Linked DNA regions of Danio rerio: region 1 is linked to region 2. A link is a contact called in public Hi-C data. All regions are on one chromosome and are shown on one strand. Each heading gives the region's core, a stretch centred on a gene start, on an enhancer-like site or on the middle of the called end of the contact. The rest is flanking DNA. Distances are from core to core; before and after follow the strand shown.

Region 1 (5,240 bases), core at 1,735-4,234, 170 kb before region 2:
AAATATAAGATCTATCCTGTCCTCTTACAGAAAGTGTGCATTTACAATCTGGTTCTCTCATTTTTTCTGGTCCATTACAAAAAAAATGAAAAAGGTACATAAAGACCTGATTTGCTGTGTGTTAAGTCTGACATTCTTAAGGCCAAACAATTATAATCTAACAAAGTTTTTTTTCTTATATATTTAATGACAGAACCTACTTAGCATCCAAAATAATCCAGTGTGCAGGGCCTAACGAACCCATTTAATGTGTGTGCATGATGCAGCTCAGATTGCACTGCACCAGGTCTGCATCTTGACCCCTCTCTATTATGTAGATATTTAATTATGGTCTCTTCTCCCAAAAAAAGAGCCCTTCAAGAGTTATTTAGAACACGTATTTTTTATATTTCTATTGTGAAACGTATGATTTTGCATGACACACCACAGCCTCATTCACTGGAGAAAAGATTAGAGTTGCAAGATTTACAACATGTCAATTTATCAACTTCTCCTAAACAACAGGAAAGCAAATGGTTGTTTAACATGGAGAAAAAACAAGGTAAGAGTTTTAGTGGGGCTGGGCGATAAATCACTTTTATCGATTATAGTAGTTTACATTGATTTGTTTGAATAAAGCACTCGTTTTTCACTCTAACAAATGCAACACTCTCCTCTGGGCTCATGTAGTTCCCCCATATTTTCCATAGAAACAAACAAACAACATGGCACTGAGTAAAGCAGAAATCAAAGAATTGTTGTGCTCTATGAAATGAAACATGACTTGGGCCCACAAGCACAACAGTAATTACATAATTCTGATATGCTTAAGCTAATTATATCCGCTTGTTATGTGGTGACGTGTGGGTGGCATATGTAATACTGTTTCCGGGTCCAAGCCGCCACTCATTTGAGTTGAGAAACTATTCGTTTATGATCACTTTTTATTCACATCACACATTAAAGTTAATTTTATATAAAGTCATAGTGTACACAACAATCTCTGGGCTTGCTGCAAAACAAATACCAAAATTTTAACAACTTATAAAAAAAAAGGAATCACTTTCTGGCTATCGGATATTAGGCATGGACATGTTTATTGCGATCATGATTTTTGAAAGTATTACATTAAATTAGTATTACATAAAATTACCATTTCATGAGTCTCCCCATACAGTTGAATAGAGCGCTTGGACCCGGAAGCCGTGACGTCACACTTAAAAAGCTGATAGGTTAATATCCTTCAACAGCACACATTTTTTAAAGGGTGAAAAAAAGTCTATTTAAATGTATATGTAAAAAAAATCTGAGAATTTTTAAAAAGGCCATCTTTGTTTTAGTTACCAAAACATTGTGTATCTGTTGTGAATGACTCATTGTAAGAGTATATGTAAAGTTATTATTATTTCTGTCTTCCACAGTTAACAATTTTAAATGCTCTGACCACACTGGTGTGATCGTATACAACTTTGCGGCCAACCTAGACTGATCAGACTACCTCAAAGGGTTACAATTAGAAAGTTTTATGATTACCCCCATTTTATTTACAGTCCTACGGGAGAATGTAGTCCACGCCCAAACACTAATGATGACTCAGTAAATCTGCCTATGGCTCAGTCTCTCCTGGAGAGAATCTGATAGCTGTAACTTTGTTTTAAAAGTGTTTAAAAAATGTAAGACTTATGAGCAAAGTGAGCTTGTTACATACCCTTTAAGCAATCTAATCTTTTCACATGTGCATGATGTCCTAGTTGTGTTTGGTTTACATGTTTTCCAAACATGTCAAGTCATGCCATAGCTTACCAAATGTTCTGCAAATGCAGATGGGTCAAATGAAGAGCCTTCAGCATGTAGCTGGCTGGCCTTCTCCTTCCCTAGATCAGTGGCTAGTACCAAGAGTTGAGCGTCTAGAGCTGCTTCACGAGCTTGTCTCACTAAAAGCAGACACAGCAGGAAAATATCATGAAGACTGAATGACTGAAATGTTTACACACAGAGTTCTACCAAAATATTCATCAAGCTAATGCAGTGAACATGCTGTAGAATTGATACCATTGGCAAAAAGTTTGTTGGCCTCTTCCAAAACATCAGTGAGTTTATTGTTAGCAGGATTCAACATGTCCTCGCGATTTTCTGTCAACAAACAAGTAAAAGAAGCAATCTCAAAAATCTACTTGTACATTAAACATCACAACTGCATAACTGAAACCCACTTGAAGAGTATCAACACTCACGCTGAACTTCATTAATCAGGTCCCTGTATTTGCTCCTGATCTCTCTTCTGCGTGAAGGATCATCATCTTCCTGACTAATACCAGAGGGTCCGCCACCAATATCATCTTCATCACCCACATCGCCCGATCTCTCAGGCCGGTTCTGTCCACCCACTCCATTGGTTGACCCTCCTGGTTCCTCTTGATTCCCCCGGGACCTTCTCCTTGAATCAGACATCTTCAGTGATTCTGGTTGGTTTTCTGTTCACAAAGACACTTGTGTCAGAACATGAATAAAACGGACATTTTACCTTTTTATTTCTAAATTGGCTTTTGTCTATCAGATAAAATGAAGGTTCACGCTGGTATTCAACATAATATAATAACACATAATATGATATAATAAAATATGATATGATATAATACGCGTATTGTGCAGCATTATTTTGTAAAATATAACATCAATTGAACTACTGTGGTACATTTTCTGCTAATCACATGATGATTTAACAGTATTTCACTGCTAAACGAACACATTTCAGTGTTTACAAATAATTAAAGCATATGTTTATAAGAATTAATGCATACGTTTATAAGAATTACACATTACTTTTAAACGTACTTCCCAATAATTATCATGATTAACGTTAATACAGTCGACCGAAATATACGAGCAGACATCGTAAATTAAAACCAAGACAAGAATCAATAAACACTAATGTACAAAACTAGAAAAGGAGAGTGTACTGTAAACACTTACAAACTTTAAAAACATTAAGGTTCGGCATTTACATCAACGGTGAAATTTTCGCGGGAGCAGGAGGAAGTGTACTTTACGTCATTTCCGACGCATTCAGTGACGAAGCTCGTAGCTGTCGTGTTCTATTTTTTATTCTATACAATTCTATTTTAATATTTCGCTGTGCTGTTCTTATACTTTGACTACTATATTTAATACTATATAAGCTTTATTCACAACCTACACATTTTACTGTGAGTCAAGTCAACTCACAGCCTTGTGGTAGTTGTAGTCCTTATTAAGCATCACGTAAGCAATTTGCCTTAAGAGAGCACACTATATAATCTATGCCGTTGAACAAAACCTAAAAGTCGTTTCATGTATTGTTAACTAAAGACATCAATTACCGCATACACCGGAGATATACCAAAATCATCAAATAGATCTCGAAAATAATGCATGGCGAATCCTGAGACTACAAACTGACGTCATGACTAAGCATCTCGGAGTGTTGCTTTTTTGGAGTAATATTTATTTTGAATGCAATTTTTTATTGATTTGTTTTGTTTTTTCTTGCGAATCCTGTTTCATCTCAAAAACGTAGGCTACTAAAAACAAGAAAAGCACAAAATGTTTGATACATTACAACAACTTTTTTTTAAACACCATTGTTAAACCATTGTCGATATGATTTTTTTTCTCTATTTTGTAATTGCTTTTAATTAATGTTATATTTTTGTGATTATTAAGATGTTGTTTCCTCTGTATGTTACGTTTACATTTAAGAGATATAATTGTAATATTTCCTTTTTATTAACAAGTTTGACAATTTTAATAATACCTTTTTAGAATATATTTTTTAACAGAGTGAAATTTCTTTAAGTTTGTATTTTTCAGATAGTTGAATATATATTCAGGTAATTCAGATAGCATAATGTCCTAGTGTCCTTTTTATATGTAATATTTATTTAATATAATGTAATTAATATAATATAATATAATATAATATAATTCATAAAATATAATTTAATATAATTAATATAATATATTTAACATAATATAATTAATATAATATAATTTCATATAACATAATTAAATATAGAACAAGATAATTAATATAATGTAATTATTATAATATAATATAATATAACATAATATAATATATTATAATAAAATATAATTAATATAATATCATTTAACAAAATATAATTATATATAGTACTAGATAATTAATATATTTTATATAATATAATATAATATAATATAATATAATATAATATAATATAATATAATATAATATAATATAATACAGATATGCCTGATCCATTTGTAGAGCTGTGTGACTTAAACTCCTCCCTTAAAAGAGAAAAAAATAAAAACAATACACAGGGTCTGTTTCAAAACGTAGTAAGTCACCTACCTAGGCACGATTTCAGGCTCTCATTGTCGTGATCATTGCAGAGCAGTGCGCTTGTCTGTATAGGCAGCTGACTGGGTGTTGAAACACATCCAGTGGATTCCGGAAATTAACAAACTCGTGATGTCAGGAGGAGTGGGAGAGAAACAGACAGCAGAAGAGAAATATACGGGTTTTTCGCACGATTTGTGGACTATAAAGTTATGATACCGTCTTATTATGGAGTTAACGCGTGAAACGAGCACTGGACATGTTTCGGGGAGACTGCGGATGATCGCTGGTCTAAACTGAAAGTGATTACACGAGCGGTTGGGTTCTTCCTATTCAAACCGACGCTTCTGCAAACATGACGCGACTCGCGTTGGAACAAGTGACCGATTTCGGCGATTTCACCAAAGGAAAGGATCTGAAGGAGTTTTTAAAACAAGCATACTCCAACATATCTTCTCAAAACTGCCTGTCCGATGTGCGTCTGAGTCCAGATGGACGTCACATTCATGTCATTGTGCGCCAGCCCAAAAGTGGTCTTATGACATACGACAAATATCAGCGAGCCCATCTCCTGCAATGCCAGAAGCACATTGATTTAGTGCTAACTCGAAATGTGCCTATTGTGGATGTCCTTTATGTCCCTCAAAGCAGCAAACCAGAAGATGGAGCCTCAGTGCTGGGGGTCATTTTTGAGAATGGAAAAGTGGAATTCTGGAAATTCCTGGAATGTGGATCGGGCTGGCGATTGCTCCAGACTGTGGATCTGTGTAACAGCCCTCGTGCTAAAGTAGTGTCTGTGAGCATGTGTCAGAATTTCATCATATGGTGTGAGGAGCGACCGCCATCAGAGAACTCCAGTGCTGTGTGCAGCAACTTCAGGTTCTGCATCTGCAAGAAGACT
Region 2 (5,550 bases), core at 804-3,303:
CACCTTTAAAAAACAATAAGACTATACGACTATATAAAAAGTTTTTTTAAAAGTTACAAGAGTGTTTTCATAGTAACCACATAAAAAAACTACAACCTTTTTCGTGAAAAATTCTCAAAATACTTTTTGTAACAAGAATATATTTGGAGACGCGGTGGTGCAGTAGGTAGTGCTGTCGCCTCACAGAAAGAAGGTTGCTGGTTCAAGCCACTGCTGGGTCAGTTGGCATTTCTGTGTGGAGTTTGCATGTTCTCCCCGCGTTCGCATGGGTTTCCTCCGGGTGCTCCGGTTTCCCCCACAGTCCATAGAAATGCGCTATAAGTGAATTGAATAAATTAAATTGACCATTGTGTATGTGTGTGAATGAGACTGTATGTGTGTTTCCCAGTGATGGGTTGCAGCTGGAAGGGCATCCGCTGCTTAAAATATTTGCAAGATAAGTTAGTGGTTCATCCACTGTGGCGACCCCTGAATAATAAAGGTGTAGCTTTAAAATGCCAGTGCAGTTGTACACATCTTTACCTTTTTTAAACTCCTCCAGCATGGCATCCAGCTTTGTATCGTTGAAGACAAAGTGCAGAGGGTGGCTGTAGAACTTGGTGATGGTTTTCAGAGGCGTGCAGTCATCTGGATCCACAAAGGCCAAGTCCTTGACAAACAGCAGGTCCACAATGTGACATCTCTCACCCTCATACACAGGTATCCGAGTGTAGCCACTCTCCATGATCTCAGACATGGTGGCGAAGTCCAGTATGGCATCACCAGAAATCATGAAGCAGTCCCGCAGAGGTGTCATGACATCCTCCACGGTTTTAGTCCTGAGCTCCAGAGCGCCCTGGATGATGTTGAGCTCCTCTTTGACCAGGTCATTATATGGATCGGTCACCCTCAGCATCTCCAGCAGCTTCTCCCTGTTGTACACAGTTCCAATCTCCTGCCCCAGCACGTGGTCCAGGAGTTTGCTGACCGGATAGGATGCTGGGAAAGTGAGGATCATAAAAAATTTAGTCAAGAATATTGTATTCGCGCCTACAGCGAGTCCGTGCCTGGAGCAGATGGCCTGAGGCACGATCTCCCCAAATATCACTATCCCTATAGTGGACACCACCACAGCGATCAGCCCTGACCCTGCGATGTCATCGAGAAGTATAGTCAAAGTAGTGTTGACCAGGACATTTCCCAGCAGCAACGAGCACAGCAGGTAGTTTCCTTGGCTTCGGACAGGCTCGATCGCCTTCGCGTAATGCTTCTCCTTCTCGGTCCCGCAGTTTTGCACAATCCGGAGCTCCATGGGATCCAGCGCCATCAGACCCAGATTCAGCCCGCTGAACATCCCAGACAAGCACAACAACATGGCAATAAAAATCACCTGCAGCCAGAACGGCAGGAGGAACTTTTTCTCCTCCACCACGATCACTTTAGTGTCATGCCCTTCGTGATAGACCCAGGTGTGTTCGGACCAGGAGTCCTGCGCGCCAGGTGTCCCGATGGCGGTGCACAGGTAATACGTTTTACTTTTTTCCGTTTTGCGCAGAGGCTTCACCTCGAGCTCGATAATCCCAGAAGTCTTTCTGTTTACCTCCATGGTGGGAAGGATGATGATATCGGAGGATCGGATGCCGCAGGGATGCGAGGCAGGTGCGTCTCCGGGGCTCAGGCTCTCCGCAGGTGCGTTGCTGCGGTGTTCCGTGAAGGCGAGTTTGGACCACGTCTCGTTGTTGATGTTTTGCCCATAGACCCTTAATCTGACACGAGATCGCTCGCTGACGCGCAAAAAGCCTCTGTCCATAAAAGACACCTCGTCGGTGTCTTCGAGGCGGAGGCCAATGATGACAGTCTCTTCTGACGGGTCTTTACCATCAATGCTTTTGATCAGACAACTGCTGACAATTAGGAATATAACAGTCAATGATCCAGCCCGGTTTAGCGCCGCCATATTAGAAGTGGGCACTGCGGTCCATTGCTCTGCCATGTTGACAGTGGGCAGACTTTAGTCAATGAATGTAAGCTGCCACGGTCAGAGGAAGTCCGCGTCCGCCTTCATCCTCTCTAGAACCATCCTGACATCGAGCAACAAGGACGGCATTACTCACCGCGTATCGCTGCCTCTCTGCACCACGATGACACACACCAGCACGCTCTATGTGAACTGCTGCGAGTACAGATGTCTCATGACGGACGTGCGTTTTCACCAATCCGATGGCATATGTAAATTCAACCCCGGTGCATCCAATAAGATCGCGCGAAGTGTGGGAGGAGAGGCGGTGCTATCGGGCCTGAAAGCGGTAGTGGGCGTTCCTAAATCCAATCAGCTGATAAAAACAGCGGTACCTAAAAGGTGGGAGTGGTCACTGGCGGCCAACGGTATGTCACTGTTGAAACTACTGGCCAATGCATTGCAATAACGTATTGAATTTTTGGGGTTAAGCCTGAAAACAGAAAAAGACTGAATGACGGATTTAGTAGGGTACGTTAAGCACGGGGAAATGAGAAAAAAAGTAAGACAAAGAGTGAAACTATTCGCTTTCTAATTGCTTATAAACGCACGTGCGTCTCTGTCATATAAACAAACACGTGTGAAGCCTTCTTTCACTTTCATTCACTTTCCACTTCTCGATTCCCTCGTAGTTTGAAATGATATTTTTAGGAAAATAGAACATGTTAGGTTACAATAGATTGTTTCATATTAATTAATGTCCAAATACATATATTTATTTTTACAAGCAATTTCTTATTCATATTCGTTTGTTTTGTTTATTTGTTATGTATGATAATCTTTCATTTAGTTGAATCTGCATTCTTAAATTGTTTTGTATTTGTTATTTTATAAATAGCTAATTATTACATAGGATTAAGCGGTTTATAATTCAATTTAGTTCATTTAGTTCGTTTTATAATTTATTTGTGTATGTGTGATGCTTTTCGCACCTCGAATATTTCCACTGATAACTCCCCTGCGCCCCAATGGATGTATATAAACAATGCAATAATGAAAACCACAAACGCAAACTATTGCCTTCTTTTGCGTCCTTCATTGTAGTCTCAACAGTGCTCCTAGACTATTTATTTTCTCTCTCTCTCTCTCGCGCTCTCTCTCTATGCATATATTAATGTGTTTGGCTGCTGTTTTGCCTACAGAGGGAGCCAAAACCTTTCCCATAACACAAATTGACTACTTCGTTATCCTGCTATTTAAAAAATCAATACCAATTGTACGTAATGGACACAGTCAACTGGCCAATCTAAAATGTGCAAGATGTGCAGATTTGAAGGGAACTAAATTATAACAACCATGCTCTATTTTGCTTTATTATACCCGCACATATGCATATGAATAACACGCATAAATGCAAACATAATGTACAACCAAAAATAGCATATTTTAAGCACTAATTGTTTTTATGAGCCACTGCTATGGACATTGCATAATTATTTGAGTTTAACAAAGATACGAAAAATAGCTATTAGATAAGGCATTACTCCTTTTGTAATAATAATAAAACTCAATAGTAATTTCTGAATCAAGATCCACTGTTACACAAGCTTGGCAGATTGCAAGACTACATTATTCTAGACCTTGAGTACTGATAAGTTGAACTAAAGAAGGGACAGAACATTCTTTCCAATTCAAGGTCTCCCGTGATCCAGCGAGTGTGAATGGGCAGATGTGCAAACTGCAGGACTACTTAGAAAGCACCTAGAATTGATGTTTGATATTTGATCTTGCAAAACAAACAAAATTTTCCTCAAAATGTTCTACTTCTTTCTTTTTGTTTTGATTATTTTATTTTTTAATGATTTGAATATCAATATAATGCACATGTTATAATTCACGTATTAAGAATATTTTAACCAAAAAGAAGAGATAATTTAAAAAAAGATAACTCAATTTTTATTACTTTTATATAATTTTTCTTATTATTAATATAATTATTTTGAATAACATTTTAATGCACAATTGAAAAAAACATGATTTATAAAAATGAATGAAAGTAAAGCTATAGTGAACGCTTCATTTGTTGATTACAGACTAAATATGTTCATGGTTATATTTTGACTGTTGCGTCATATAAAAAAATAATAAATTCTTGCAGACAAAAGTCAAAACCTTGTTGAAGTGAAAAGTTATGCTCAAGGCCTCACTCTAGGACATCCATCTGCTCGCCCTTGCAGAGAAGCTGCTGATACTGCATGTGGGATGAACTTTATCATTCACCCCCTTGATGGACTTAAAAAAAAGACCTGTTTCATCCAACTTTCCACATCCATTTATTAAAGCTGCTTAGCAAAATGTGCTGAAACAATGCTGTGTAACATTTTATACAAATATGTTCAAGTATGTTTGGCAAAACAATTACACCATATAAAACAAGATATAAATAGACTAACAATTTCTAATTTGTAAACCTGATTTAAAAGTCTAAAAGCAAATGTACCAAGTCAAACAAACAGAAGTGGTGGACGTTAATTTGACTATCATTTCGAATATTAATACTGAAAACAATCTCCAACAGAAAAGCCTTCATTTGAAAATCTAATGCATTTCAAGAGAAAAGGAGGATGTTGGAATGTCTTTCAATGTGTGCAATGAGTAATCACCTGCAACTGATTTACAGTAAAAAAAAAAAAAGAGAGAGAGAAATTATAGGAGGCTACATTTGTATATTAGAAGAGCAGTATTATTTCATCAAGTGTCTCAGTTGATCCTGCAGGTTTTTCGAGTGTTCAACACTGTGAAAGATATGACAGATAAAGAGTGGCTGAATGTCTAGATCAACTCACACATAATAATAATAATAATTGTTTATTTGTTCTAATAACATATTGAGAATATTACTTATAATAGACTTACTTCTTCTGAATGGCCTCTTGCCTGGATTTAAGAGGCAAAACAAAAAAATAAAATACATGAATTAATTTCTTACATTTTCACAATTTATATTTTAATGACATGTCTTTAAACCGTTGACCAGAACCTTAAACGATGTTAATATAAACAAGTACATTATCTCCACACCAAAAACATATCTTCTTCTTCAGTAATTTGTCTTGATTTCCAATACAAAACATTTAAACGTTCATAAATTACAATACAATTACATGAAAATTAGAATTACATAAAATCAATTTATGACCAATACAAGAGAAATAAGGTAAGAAAAATAAAAAAGGAAAAAATAAACTTGTTTTCCCTTTTGGATTAAATATATATTTTAATCAAAATACCAATGATTAAAAATATATGTACAAATAATTGAAATAATATTTGGGGTGCATACTCACTGGTACTGCAAGTGGGTCGTTATAATAGACATTTTCCGTAGACTCTATAAGCATAAAAATATTTAGAGAAGTTTAACATACTACGACTAGTTGCCTACATATATTCATTTTAAATATATAATTATATTAATAATAATACTGATATACAGTGCAACTGATACGTCCACATTTTTTTATGTTACAACTTTATTCCAAAATGGATTAAATTCATTTATTTCCTCAAAATCTAAGCTGAGTGATCGGGGGAGAAGGGCCTTAGTCAGGGAG

Evidence for each region. A called contact is a pair of places that touch in the nucleus more often than the background predicts.
Region 1: a Hi-C map of hematopoietic stem cells shows a contact between it and region 2, with 2.1 times the contacts expected there. The contact joins the promoter of nsmce4a here to the promoter of cnnm2a in region 2. A contact is called at or near these places in 2 of 18 Hi-C or Micro-C datasets (hematopoietic stem cells and an unstated tissue).

The regions. Positions count from the first base shown.
Region 1 is chr13:32,170,835-32,176,074 of GRCz12tu, reverse strand. nsmce4a (NSE4 homolog A, SMC5-SMC6 complex component) reads right to left here and starts at 2,984. Exons shown (of 11, transcript NM_001020523.1): 1 at 2,953-2,984; 2 at 2,214-2,453; 3 at 2,032-2,112; 4 at 1,783-1,913. The coding sequence starts at 2,430. It overlaps hps6 (HPS6 biogenesis of lysosomal organelles complex 2 subunit 3), which reads left to right and starts at 4,460. Exons shown (of 1, transcript XM_005156935.6): 1 at 4,460-5,240. The coding sequence starts at 4,695.
Region 2 is chr13:32,001,705-32,007,254 of GRCz12tu, reverse strand. cnnm2a (cyclin and CBS domain divalent metal cation transport mediator 2a) reads right to left here and starts at 2,053. Exons shown (of 8, transcript NM_001144785.1): 1 at 523-2,053. The coding sequence starts at 1,972. borcs7 (BLOC-1 related complex subunit 7) reads right to left here. Exons shown (of 5, transcript NM_001039988.1): 3 at 5,284-5,327; 4 at 4,853-4,873; 5 at 4,251-4,731. The coding sequence ends at 4,680.